2 separate regions of the Canis lupus genome follow, and region 2 is linked to region 1. The links are chromatin contacts, called in public Hi-C maps. All regions are on one chromosome and are shown on one strand. The core of a region is the stretch at or near the end of the contact, and the rest is flanking DNA. Distances in the headings are between cores, read along the strand shown.

Evidence for each region. Hi-C and Micro-C count contacts between places; a contact is called where the count stands out from the background.
Region 2: a Hi-C map of blood shows a contact between it and region 1, with 3 times the contacts expected there. The contact joins the promoter of PAOX here to the enhancer-like site in region 1. A contact is called at or near these places in 2 of 9 Hi-C or Micro-C datasets (both in blood).

Annotation. Positions count from the first base shown.
Region 1 is chr28:40,934,990-40,941,162 of UU_Cfam_GSD_1.0, forward strand. All of the region lies in intron 1 of INPP5A (inositol polyphosphate-5-phosphatase A), which reads left to right. Among named protein-coding and RNA genes, the nearest start is that of INPP5A, 11 kb to the left of the region's middle. Within about 2 kb of position 2,627, at least 2 of the 20 cell types and tissues checked have an H3K27ac peak or open chromatin away from gene starts, as enhancers often do. A contact at or near this core is called in blood, where this site is marked.
Region 2 is chr28:41,467,138-41,472,751 of UU_Cfam_GSD_1.0, forward strand. It overlaps PAOX (peroxisomal N(1)-acetyl-spermine/spermidine oxidase), which reads left to right and starts at 1,415. Exons shown (of 7, transcript XM_038579207.1): 1 at 1,415-1,598; 2 at 1,941-2,427; 3 at 3,594-3,793. The coding sequence starts at 1,415.

The sequences.
Region 1 (6,173 bases), core at 1,377-3,876:
AGGCGTCCTTACCGCGTCCAGGGCTGAGCAGCGCCGGGGACGCCGGGTTGGTCCATCGCGGTCCCCTGGACGCAGGCTCCTGTGTCGGGCTGTGGGGCGGCCTTGGGGTGGCTGCCCGGGCTCTAGCCCTCGGCCTGCGGGCTCCCCGCCAGGTGTCCGGGATGCGTGTAGCTGTCCCTTCACTCCCCACTCGCCTTCCCGACCCCCTTCCCCACCAAGCCCCCGTGGCAGGTCGGTCCTCCGTGGTCTGCACAGGGCGTGCTTCTGCAGCTGCTCTGTCCCCAGGGTCCCTTTGGCCTCCTGCTGCTTACCGTCCCTTCTGGGGACAGCGTGCTGTGACCAGCTCCGTGCCGTGCTGTCCCGCCCTCCCCCTTCCCCACCTGAATCCCTCAGCTTTGTGCTTTCGTGCGCACGTGGCTGTCGTCACCGTCTGTGGTGTTGAGGGGTGTGGGCCTCAGGACAGCCGCTGCGGGGTGGGATTTGGGGTTCTTCTGGGGGGGGTGGAGGGCGGAGCAGTCAGGGCTGGAGGGAATCGGAAGGTGGCCGGACCCCGGGCGTGTCAAGGCCAGGTGGTGCCCTCCAGGGCTGTGGGAGTGTGGTGGGGCCCCTGCGGGCGCGGTGACAAGGCTCTGGGCGCCAGCCTGTCCTCTCTGCGCTTTTGTTGAGGGACAGTTGTGTGTCGCACGGCTCACCCCGCGCAAGCGTGCGGCTCAGTGACTTAGGGCAGCGCTGACAGTTGTGTGACTCTCCCCACGCTCATTTTACAGCAGGTGCCCCCTGCCCACGGCAGCCCTCGGTGCCACGGCTCTGCGTCCTGTCTCCAGAACTTCGCCCCCAGCACCCACCTTGTGTGGTGGAACCGCACGGCCTGTGGTCCTTGGGCCTGGCATCGGTGTCCTGCCCGCGTAGCTGTTTGTCTCAGCAGTTCTGTGCCTTCTTAGGGTCAAGTGGGTTCCGGAAGGTGTGCGCCCTGCAGCGTGTCCGCTCCCCGGTTGATGGATGTGATGTAGTTTCTGATTTGAGCTGCGTGAGCGATCGTCTCCGCCTCTGGTCGCGTGGTCAGCGGACACTGGTTTTGTGGGCAGTGCCCACCTGTTCCAAGCAGCTGCACCATTCCACGTGCCCTGGCCGCGTGGGGCCGAGGCTCTCCGTGTGGGTCGGCCACTGCAGGTGTGGTGGAGATGGCCTGTGCACTTTCTGGCCCCTGGCTTTAAAAATAGGCGGCTGCAGTGGTCTTGTGGGTACCGTGATTATGATGGTAATGGTACTCGGCAGGCTGTTGACTGGGAGCGGCTCCTCTGGGGCTCTTGCACTTCTGCTCACCCCCTTGGGGCAGGCACACCGGATGCTGGGACCTCCCTAGAGGGGCCCAGTTTGCCTGGATGGCAGGTACCTGTGATAGCGTCGTGCCCTCCAGTGTAGTTATGCAGGTGAGGCAGGGGCAAGGACAGGTGCACTGGGGCTTGGCTCCTGGGACTTAGCCTCTGCCCCACAGCCTGCCCCCCCCCCCCCCCCCCCGCCATGGGGATGGAGCGGAGTCGTGGCTCAACAATCAGTCTGGTGGTATTAGTCTTGGGGAGCTGAGCAGCGGTGGCATCTGCAGCCTCCCCTCCACTGCCCGGGCATGGAGGACACCGCCCGCAGTGAGGGGCAGGGAGTGCCTCTGGCAGGTGAGTTCCTGTCTCCCAGCCTCTGGGTGTCTGCCCCCCCCGCCCCCCGTGTACCTTTATCTCCTGGGGGTCTGGGATCTTTTATAGTCCTGCTGGTGAGGGGACGCTGTTCCACGGTGCACCCAGCTGGTCAGCAAGGACTCTCTCAGGTGGACGGTTCAGGGAGTCGGCAGCTGTTCCCGAAGTTGCACTAGAATGCTGGCCCGCGGGAGGGGCCTGGCCATCCTTGCGTGGGGACGCGCCCGCCCCGTGCTCAGGTCCCTGCGGCTCGTCTGCACCAGGATCCGCATGGGCCTGGAGCTTCCTTTGGCCACACTCGCACTAGTCCTGGGATTCTGCCTAGGCCCGCAGAGCAGATGGGGGGGGTGGTCCTGAGGACCCCTGTGGGAAGCAGCTGCCCGACCCCAGCTCTGAGCTGTCGGTGGCCCCAGAAGACGACCCGGTAGAGGGTTGGGCTCGGGTGAGCTCTGACTTGCTGGTGGAGCCTGAGCTGAGATTTGGGGTGAAGGGTCAGTGCTCTTAAAACCATGTTGAGGCCTCTTTGTGCAGAGCCCGGGGGGCCGCTGCACTGAGAGGTGCCCACGGAGGAGCTGAGTGGACAGAGCCGCCGTCCCGGTTTGCCTTGGGTGCCCTCCAGACCCTCTTGGGGCCTGTACCAGTTCCGGGTCCAGGCTTCGTTGGGGTGCACCGGCGGGCGCTGGCTTCGTCCGCTTCAGCGGGTGGTGGCCCAGCACCTGCGTGCAGAGCATGCTCCTCGTTTGTTGAGTTGTGATTTGGGGTGATTTGGGATTATGTCAAGATGGAGTCATTCTGTTAAGAATGACATGTGTCCAAGTGGCAGACAGATCTGTGGGGACGCCTGTTTTGCTTTTTTCTCCTTCATCACTTACGGTTTTTCAGATCTTTTGCAACTTCCTGTTTTTGCTGTAACGCCGTCACCGCCCTCAGCGCTGCATTGAGGCAGCTCGCGCCGTGCACGCTGTCCAGGTGGGAGGGGGTCGTGCTTGCTGATGCTGTGAGCAGAGTGTGCAGAGTGGCAGGAACTGACCAACCGGGGCCACCAAGGCCGGGCCCCAGTGGCCGATCCGAGGACTGGCCAGGACGGTCACTGGGCCAGGTGGGGTCTTGCTGAAGTTTCTGAAGCCCCTGGGCCCTGTCCGCCCAGGCGCTTGGTGCTATTGGAGAGGAGCTCTGGGGCCAGGAGGTCTGGGCTCCCGGTTGTGGGTGGTTCTGCTGAATTGCCCCGGTTCAGCCTCAGCTGGGCTTGCAGGTGTGTGGGCGATGAGGGCCCAGAGAGCTCATTTTTAGGGGCTGTTACTAGCGTGGTTCCGGTGGCCTTGGGCTTAGTGAGTGTCTCCCCAGAGCTGGGCCCTTGTCCAGGGGCTGGAACCTTGGCAGGGAGCACCAGGGAGCACCCCGGCTCCCCCACACCAGTGCTCCCAGCAGTACACTCGCCCTGCCTGCCTCTGTGGGCAGTTCCTTGAATTGGCTGGGCAGGTGGCTGAGCGCTGGAGGTCTTGGGGTCCCCCGGGGGCGGTCCCTGTGGCCCCGCGTGCTGCCTTCCCTGCCCCCATTTTCCACCCCTGTGGGAAGCAGCTACCATGTCTCATCTGAGGCATGAGGGACTGTAGGAGAAGAGGGCAGCAGGTGACGGGCCAGCAGAGAAGGGAGTGTCCTCGGGCTGAGGTGAGGAGGCCGGAGGGGGCCTGGGAGGGGGCCTGGGTTGGGGGAGGAGCATTTCAGGTTGGTGTGCTGGGGTGTGGGGTGCAGGGCCGCAGGAGCCAGCAGGCAGGAGCCAGGGTTCATCGTCTGTGGCACCCGCGCGTGGTCGAGGCCTCACTGCCCGAAGGGGGGCTCCCGCTCTGTCCTGCTGCGGGGACGCACAGCGCGCTCTCAGGGCCGAGGGGCCTCCTGCGAGGCAGCCCGGCTCGCGGCTCACACTCCAGGCCTCCAGCTGCCGGTGTGGCAGGAGGTGGACTCCAGGGGGCCTAGGATGCCCAGAAATACATGCCCTGGGCCCTGGGCCCACAGACCGCCTCTTGGGCGAATGGCTGGGGTCAGGACCTGAAGTCCGTGGGGCCTGGGAGCTGGCTGGAGAAGTGGGCAAGAGGTGGCCTCCAGGGCCACTGCCAAGCAGGAGCGGAGGCAGGAAATGGGGGGCCGAGCCCGCGTGGGAAGCCGTGCGGCTGGCGTGGGCGGTGTGGTCAGCAGGCCCGGCGGGGCCAGTGGATGGCGGAAGCCAGGCACTGTGGGCCGAGGGGTGGCATGGCTCGGAGGGCCTTTGAGCCCCTGCTCCTTCGGGCCACGGGGGCTGTGGCCAATGACCCCACTCCCGCGGCCAGCAAGGTGTGGGTGCACTGTCACCCCCAGGTGTGGCCTTGAGTCCGGGTACCCGGGCCATCGGGGCTGCCGCGCCCCGTTTGGGTTTTCACTGCTGATAAGTGAGTCAGTCCGGAAGGGGAAGGGGGGGTGCTCGGGGCGGGCTGGAGAGTGAGGCGGTGGCGAGGGTCGGTGCCCCGGGGGGGGGTGCCCCGAGGTCCTCACGGACGGGATGGCAGGTGGGAGGGCACCGAGGAGTGTGCTTCCCGTGTCTGTTCTCCGTGGCAGGAAAGTGTACGAGGGGCCTTAGAGATTTGGGTTCCGGGAGAAAGCTGCCGGCTGAGAGCCTGGGTACTTCTAGTTTTCTGTAATGAAAAAATCAGGTAGAGTGACCCAAAGGCTTCCTGCCACGCTTTGCGCAGACCCCGTGCGACGCTTTGAATCGCCTGACAAGCCAGCGGCACAGACCGACCAAAGAACGATTGCAGTGTTTTATGGGAATTGCTGCGTTAGGAATCTCCACTTGGGACGAGAAACAAAGTTTTACCATTTTTAAAAAATTTTTTTATTTATTTATGATAGGCACACAGTGAGAGAGAGAGGCAGAGACACAGGCAGAGGGAGAAGCAGGCTCCATGCACCGGGAGCCCGACGTGGGATTCGATCCCGGGTCTCCAGGATCGCGCCCTGGGCCAAAGGCAGGCGCTAAACCGCTGCGCCACCCAGGGATCCCAAAGTTTTACCATTTTGTAAAAGTAAATCCCCCCTGGCTCCGGCGGGGTTGCTTTCACGGAGCGAGTCCAGTTCCCAGGGCGGGGGAGCCGACGCGGGGTCTGTGCAGCGGGGGCGTCGGGGGCGTGTGCCGGGGTGCAGGGCACCGCGGAGGGAGCCCCGGCCAGCCCTGCCTTGTCGCACACAGGCCTCCTCCGGGTGCCGAAGTTACACGCAGGCGGGTCCTGGCCGCCGTGCACTCGTGGTCGGGGTCACCCTGCTCCCGGGACTCGCGCGGGGCCAGGCTGGGGCAGCCTCGCTGGTGCGCGGGACCCCGCATGGGATGAGTCTGCAGTCTCTTCTGGTTGGGTGGCAGGAGGCTTGGGCGGGGGGTCGCTCCTGGCAGCACACGCGTCCTCAGCCGGGCACTGGCGGTGGGTGGCCCCCGTGGTCATGGAATCCTCAGAAACTCTTTAGTAGGAACGAGGGCCCTGGGTGCCGAAATCGGAGGAAATAGCCATTTGTACGTTTGGTGGAAGGCCAAGGAGGCTCTTCTTGCATGTCTGAGTTGGCGTGACCGTGAGTGGAGAGGGTCTCCGGGGCGCGGGCCCGGGCCTCCTGCCGTCTCGGGGCTCCTGGTGCAAGTGGACGCTGCGCCGCCGAGTGCCAGGAGTGCCCCGGCCTCACGGGACGGATGGCGACGCGCACGGGGGCAGCGTGTCCTGGCCTTTGTGCCTAGAGGGCACGTGGCCGCCGGGCAGGTCCCCCTGCGTCTTCCCTCAGGGCAGGCTCCCACCAGTCCTGGCACCCTGGCTGCGGCCATGCGTTGCAGTGCCCCGTGGTGGAGAGTGAGTCGCTCCAGCTGGCGGCGTGCGCGGCTGCGTTTACCGTGGCTCTTGTTACTGAAAAACGGAGACAGTTCAGCTGCCCCGAGACTCTCTCTTGCAGCGTGTAGTTCGGGGTCTACAAAGGTCACACAATCCTAGAGCGTGTTCGTCACCCCTACGAAATCCTGGTACCCATCAGCGGGTACCCCCAAATGCTGGAAACCACTTATCTCTCTGTGTTTATGAATTTGCCTCTTCTGGAGGTTTTCTAGAGAGAATCTGACAACACGTGTCTTTTTTGTGTGGCTTCAAGGCTTGTCCGCGCTGTGGGTGCATCAGGGCGCCGTTCCTCCTCGGCTGCTGCTCCGCTGTGGGGCTGGACCGCCCCTGTCCCCTCCTCCGCTGGTGGGCACCTGGCTGTCCCTGGTAGTGTTGCCAGGAACGTTTGTGTGAATGTACGCTTCTGACTCGCCGGGCGTGGACCTAGGACTGCCCCCTGGGCCGTGTGGTAACAGGTTTACTGTCGTCCAGAGTGGCTGCTCCGTGTTGCCCCCCGCCCCCCGCACACGGGGGCCCCACGGTCTCCGTGTCTGCAAACGCGTGTCCATCTTTCTGATCCTGACTTCCCCGTTGCTGTGAAGTGGTT
Region 2 (5,614 bases), core at 165-2,664, 530 kb after region 1:
CCTCCTGTCCCGGCCACGGAAAGTCCACGGAAGCCTCCTGCTGGGCGAGAGTGGCCAGATCTGGACGTGGCCGGCAAGGAATGACACGCCCTGGGTGGTGTCCCAGGAAAGCCTTTGGCAGAAGCTCTGTAATCCCTGCAAGACAGTAGAGACCAGACCTTCCCGAATCAGGAAGATATGTGCTAAATGCTTCTGGACCAGGGGCGGGGCGTGTGTGAGAAAGTTCTCCCCTCACCTCTTCTCTTGAATTTTGTACTTTATGGGGATTACACGTGTGTACATGGAGAAGGGCGTCCCCACCGAGAGGTGTCCCTCAGCCCCACTTTGGACGGGCCAGGCTGTCCCCGTGCCACCCTGGGCCGCCCGAGGCCCCACGAGGCCCCAAGGTGCTGCTCTCCTGGGGCAGGAGCGAGGCCCGCCCTCCACCTTCTGGGCGCCTTTCCACGCCTGCTTCGTGGCCTCCGTCCGCGGGGGCAGCTGCCCGGACTGCCCAGCAGCGGGGCTGCGGCTCGGGCCCCTTCCTGCGCGCAGGCCGACAGCCGGGACACCCCCGCCAAGCGCGCTGGCCTTCACCCTGTCCTGCAGCCCGCACCCCTGCGCCACTCACGGGGCCGCAACTCCAGGACAAGAGGTCACGTGGCACGGCCGCCACCCGGGCCTGGCCTCGCCCCGCGCTCCTCCGTCCTCCTACTGCCCTGCACCTGCCGCCTCGCGCCCCAGCCCCACTCCTGCGGCCGGTGGTCCCACCAGCACCCCCCATCACCCCGCCCCCTCCCTCCCCTCCCCTGCCCCTGGGCTTCCCGTGCCCCCACCCACCCCTCCCGTCCCCTATGCAGCCCCGCCCCCTCCCATCCCCCTCCTGTGCCTCCTGGCCCCGCGCCCCCATCCGGTTGCTGGCCGCTCCGTGCCCCCCCGCCCCTCCCCTCCCCTGCCCCTGGCCTTCCTGTGCCCCCACCCGCCCCTCCCGTATCCAGCCGCGACCCACTCCCATCCCCCTCTAGTCCCTCCCCGCGCGCCCATCCGGCTGCCGGCGGCCCCGTTCCAACCCCGTCCCTCCCGCCCCCGCCTCCCTTCCCCTCCCCGCCCCCCCTCCTTTCCCCTCCCCTCCCCCCCTCCTTTCCCCTCCCCTCCCCTATCACCCTACTTCCAGTCCCTCCCCGCGCCCGCCTCCGGCTGCTGGAGGCCCTGTGCCCACCCCTCCCCTCCCCTTCCTTCCCCTCCCCATCGCCCCGCCCCCAGCCCGCCCCCACTGCCTCCCACCTCCAGTCCCTCCCCGCGCCCCCCTCCGGCTGCCGGCGGCCCCGTGCCCCGTCGCTCCCCGCCCCTCCCCATCGCCCCGCCTCCCGCCCCGCCCCGGTCCCCTCGGGGCTCTCCGCACCTCGCGGCGGCGGGACGCACGGAGTGGATGGGCGCGATGGAGTGGAGCGGAGGCCTGGCGGAGCGGCCGGGCCGCGGGCGGCGGGTGCTGGTGGTGGGCGGCGGCATCGCGGGGCTGGGCGCCGCGCAGAGGCTCCGCGCGCACCCGGCCTTCTCGCAGCTGCGGGTCCTGGAGGCCACGGCCCGCGCCGGCGGCCGCATCCGCTCGGAGCGCGGCTTCGGTAACCGCCTCCCGCAGCCCCTCCCCGAGCCCAGCCCCGGAGCCCCACGGGCGCTGCCCGCCTGCGCCCGGGCTCAGCGACCCCGAGCCCCCCGAGGGCCCGTGCGCCCCACCCCGCGCCTCGGGTCAAGGTCGCGGTCCCCAATCCCCGCCGAGCCGGGCCCCGCGGCCGCCCCCTCGGGCACCCCTGCTGCCCCTGCCCGCTCCGCGGGGGCCCTCCGAGGGCGGGGGCGGGCCCTCAAGGCCTAAGGGGCCCCTTGAACGAGGCCTGGGGCTGGGGAAGGCGGCCCGGGCGGCCCGGGAGGAGCGCTCGGCGCAGGCCCGGCCGTCTGCTGCCCCGCAGGTGGCGTGCTGGAGCTGGGCGCGCACTGGATCCACGGGCCCTCCCGCGGCAACCCCGTCTTTGAGCTGGCGGCCGAGCACCGGCTGCTGCGGGAGAAGGACTTGTCGGAGGAGAACCAGCGGATGGAGACGGGCGGGCACGTGGGCCTGCCCTCGGTGACCTACGCCAGCTCCGGGGTCAGCGTGAGCCGCGAGCTGGTGGTGGAGACGGCGAGTCTGTTCCACAGCCTCATAGACCAGGCCCGCGAGTTCGTGCGTGGGGCCGCCGCGCCCGCGCCCAGCGTGGGGGAGTACGTGAGGGGCGCGCTCAGGGCGCTGGCGGCCGGCTGGACGGACCGCGAGGATGCCAGGAGGCTGCGGCTCGCCCTGATGCACAACTTTCTCAACGTGGAGTGCTGCGTGAGTGGAACCCACAGCATGGACCTCGTGGCCCTGGCGCCCTTCGGGGAGTACACCGTGCTGCCCGGGCTGGACTGCACCTTTCCTGGGTAGGTGCTCGCCCCCCCCATGCACCCAGGCCCCTCCTGTACCCTGGGCCCCCCATGCACCCGGGCCCCTCCTGTACCCTGGGACCCCCCCATGCACCTGGGCCCCTCCTGTACCCTGGGCCTCCCATGCACCCGGGCCCCTCCTGTAGCCTGGGCCCCCCAAGCACCCAGGCCCCTCCTGTACCCTGGGACCCCCATGCACCCAGGACCCTCCTGTACCCTGGGCCCCCCATGCACCCAGGACCCTCCTGTACCCTGGGCCCCCCATGCACCCGGGCCCCTCCTGTACCCTGGGACCCCCATGCACCCGGGCCCCTCCTGTACCCTGGGCCCCCCATGCATCCAGGCCCCTCCTGTACCCTGGGACCCCCATGCACCCAGGACCCTCCTGTACCCTGGGCCCCCCATGCACCCGGGCCCCTCCTGTACCCTGGGACCCCCATGCACCCAGGACCCTCCTGTACCCTGGGCCCCCCATGCACCCGGGCCCCTCCTGTACCCTGGGCCCCCCATGCACCCAGGACCCTCCTGTACCCTGGGCCCCCCATGCACCCGGGCCCCTCCTGTACCCTGGGCCCCCCATGCACCCGGGCCCCTCCTGTACCCTGGGCCCCCCATGCACCCGGGCCCCTCCTGTACCCTGGGCCCCCCATGCACCCAGGACCCTCCTGTACCCTGGGCCCCCCATGCACCCAGGCCCCTCCTGTACCCTGGGCCCCCCATACACCCGGGCCCCTCCTGTACCCAGGGACCCCCATGCACCCGGGCCCCTCCTGTATCCTGGGACCCCCCATGCACCCGGGCCCCTCCTGTACCCTGGGCCCCCCATCCATGCACTCAGGCCCCTCCTGTACCCTGGGACCCCCCATCCATGCACTCGGGCCCCTTCTGTATCCTGGGACCCGCCACCCATGCACCCAGGCAGGGCGGTCCTGCTGGGCTTCCCAGCATCACCCCAAGGCTCCTTGATCATTTGTGATCAGAAGTAGGATTCCAGGCGGGGGAGAGGGGGGCTCCTTCTCTCACAGCTCTGTTGGCTCGTGCTCCCGTGAGCCTCTTTAGCTGGGGCAGTGGTACCGGTGTTCGAGGCGGCCTGGAGACCCGTGGGGGGCCCGTGCGTTCCTCCGACAACACCGCCCCCCCCCCCCCCCCCCGGTCTCTTCTAGGGGTTATCAGGGCCTCACAAACCACATAATGGCCTCCTTGCCAGAGGATATGATCATTTTTAACAAGCCTGTGAAGACCATTCACTGGAACGGGTCCTTCCAGGAGGCCGCGTCTCCTGGGGAGACGTTTCCCGTGTTGGTGGAGTGTGAGGATGGAGGCTGCTTCCCTGCGCATCATGTCATCGTCACCGTGCCCTTAGGTAAAGCGCGTCCTCCCGGCGGGTTTCCCCACGGGTTTCCCCGAGGCCACCGCCCCCCGGGGGCCCCCGGCCTCCGGCTCTGCCCCGGCCCGGCAGGCTCCGCAGTGTTGGTTCGGGGCCTGGCTCCTGTTTTCATCTAGTGTCACACGGATTGCTCTGCTGCGGTTTGTAGCGGTTGCTGCTTGGGAGTTGAGTTTCCCAGTAAGAGAACGTGCGTGTCTTGCTCCTCCCGAGGTCATTTCTGGAAAGGCTGGGACTGCCTGCAGGCGCTCACCAAGCCGTGCTTTCTGGGAGTCGCAGGCTGTGAGAGCCGGATCTCAGGTTCAGCCCTGCCGTAGCTGAGGAAGGGGCACGCGTGTGCTTCTGTTTAATCTGAGATCTGATGCCGGAGAGAGAGGTTTTTTGACAATTTGACAAAAGGTGGACGGGGTTGAGAGCCAGGCCGTGCTGTGCCAGCTCATTTACCCTCAGGCAGCTGGGGACGTGTATGTCCCACCCTGTTTGACAGATGCAAACAGAAATAAGTCACTTAATCGTGCAAGGTCACAAAGCCAGCAGGGGCCAGAGCCGATGTGAGGTGCAGAGCGAGGGTCCGCCCACCCCTGGTGGCTGCAGCCTGCGTTCTGGGGTCCCTTCAGGACGCGCTGGCTGGGGGCGAGCTTGCTCAGCACCCACGTCCTTTCTCCCACACGCGGAATCCTACCGGACGTGTTAACACAGTCCTCTGCTGTTCTGTTTGCCACTCCCTCTTTTTTTTTTTTTTTTCTCCACTCCCTCTTTTTTTTAGTGAATAAGACTTTTGTCAGTCCTTCCAGACGAGCACATAGAAATCTGTCGGTCTTTTTTTTTTTTTTGGCACCCATATCGGTGTCATTTGCAGCTGGAGTGCGTGCTTGCTGAGGCCCTGCTGTGATCTGCAGGTGCATTGCCGCCTGTTGGTTTTGTTCACAAGGAGCCAGGACACCTGTCACATTTATTCCTTATAGGCACTCAGCGTTTTCTTCCATGTAGGAGTCATTGCTTAATATTACTTAAAGTTGATGGAAATTGAGGTTTTCACTCTTTCCTGTTTTATGTAGCATTTCCATGTGTATTTATTTTTTTTTTTGAGATTTTATTTATTCATGAGACACACACACAGACACACAGAGGCAGAAACTCAGGCAGAGGGAGAAGCAGGCTCCATGCAGGGAGCCCGACGTGGGACTCGATCCCGGGTCTCCAGGATCACGCCCTGGGCTGCAGGCGGCGCTAAGCCGCTGGGCCACCTGGGCTGCCCTCCATGTGCATTTAAATGCACTCGCGTGAATATATCTGAGGCACAAATCGCAGTAGCGGGAGCTGCCCAGTTGAGGGTCTCCGATGGGCCTGTGGAGGGCACAGAGACCCCTCCGTGGGTCTCTGCGGCCTCTGCGGGTCTGTTCCCTGTTGGGCTGTTTGTCCTTTACTCACTGACTTGCACACTATCTGTGTCCTAAGGACAGTGGCTTGTGCCATAAATATTCCATCTCCTGGCTTCACTCTGGCCCAGAACTGTTTCTGCCACGCAGATTATTTTTCACGTAGCTTCTGGAAAAAGCCCGTAGGTTGTGATGCTGCTCCCAACTAATCCAGAGCAGCACGGTTTGCAGACATTGAGAGGCAGATGGGTTTAGAAGTGAGAAATTGTCCTACAGGGTCATGGCGGGGGGGCGTGCCGACTGTCCCTGGCTGACCCGGTGGCCATGGGGCCTTCCGTGTCCCTCCACGGTGTGTTGCTCCTGAGGCTGAGTCCCGAGGGCCGGGGCCAGCCCGATTCCTGGGAGCCCAGTCGAGCTGGGG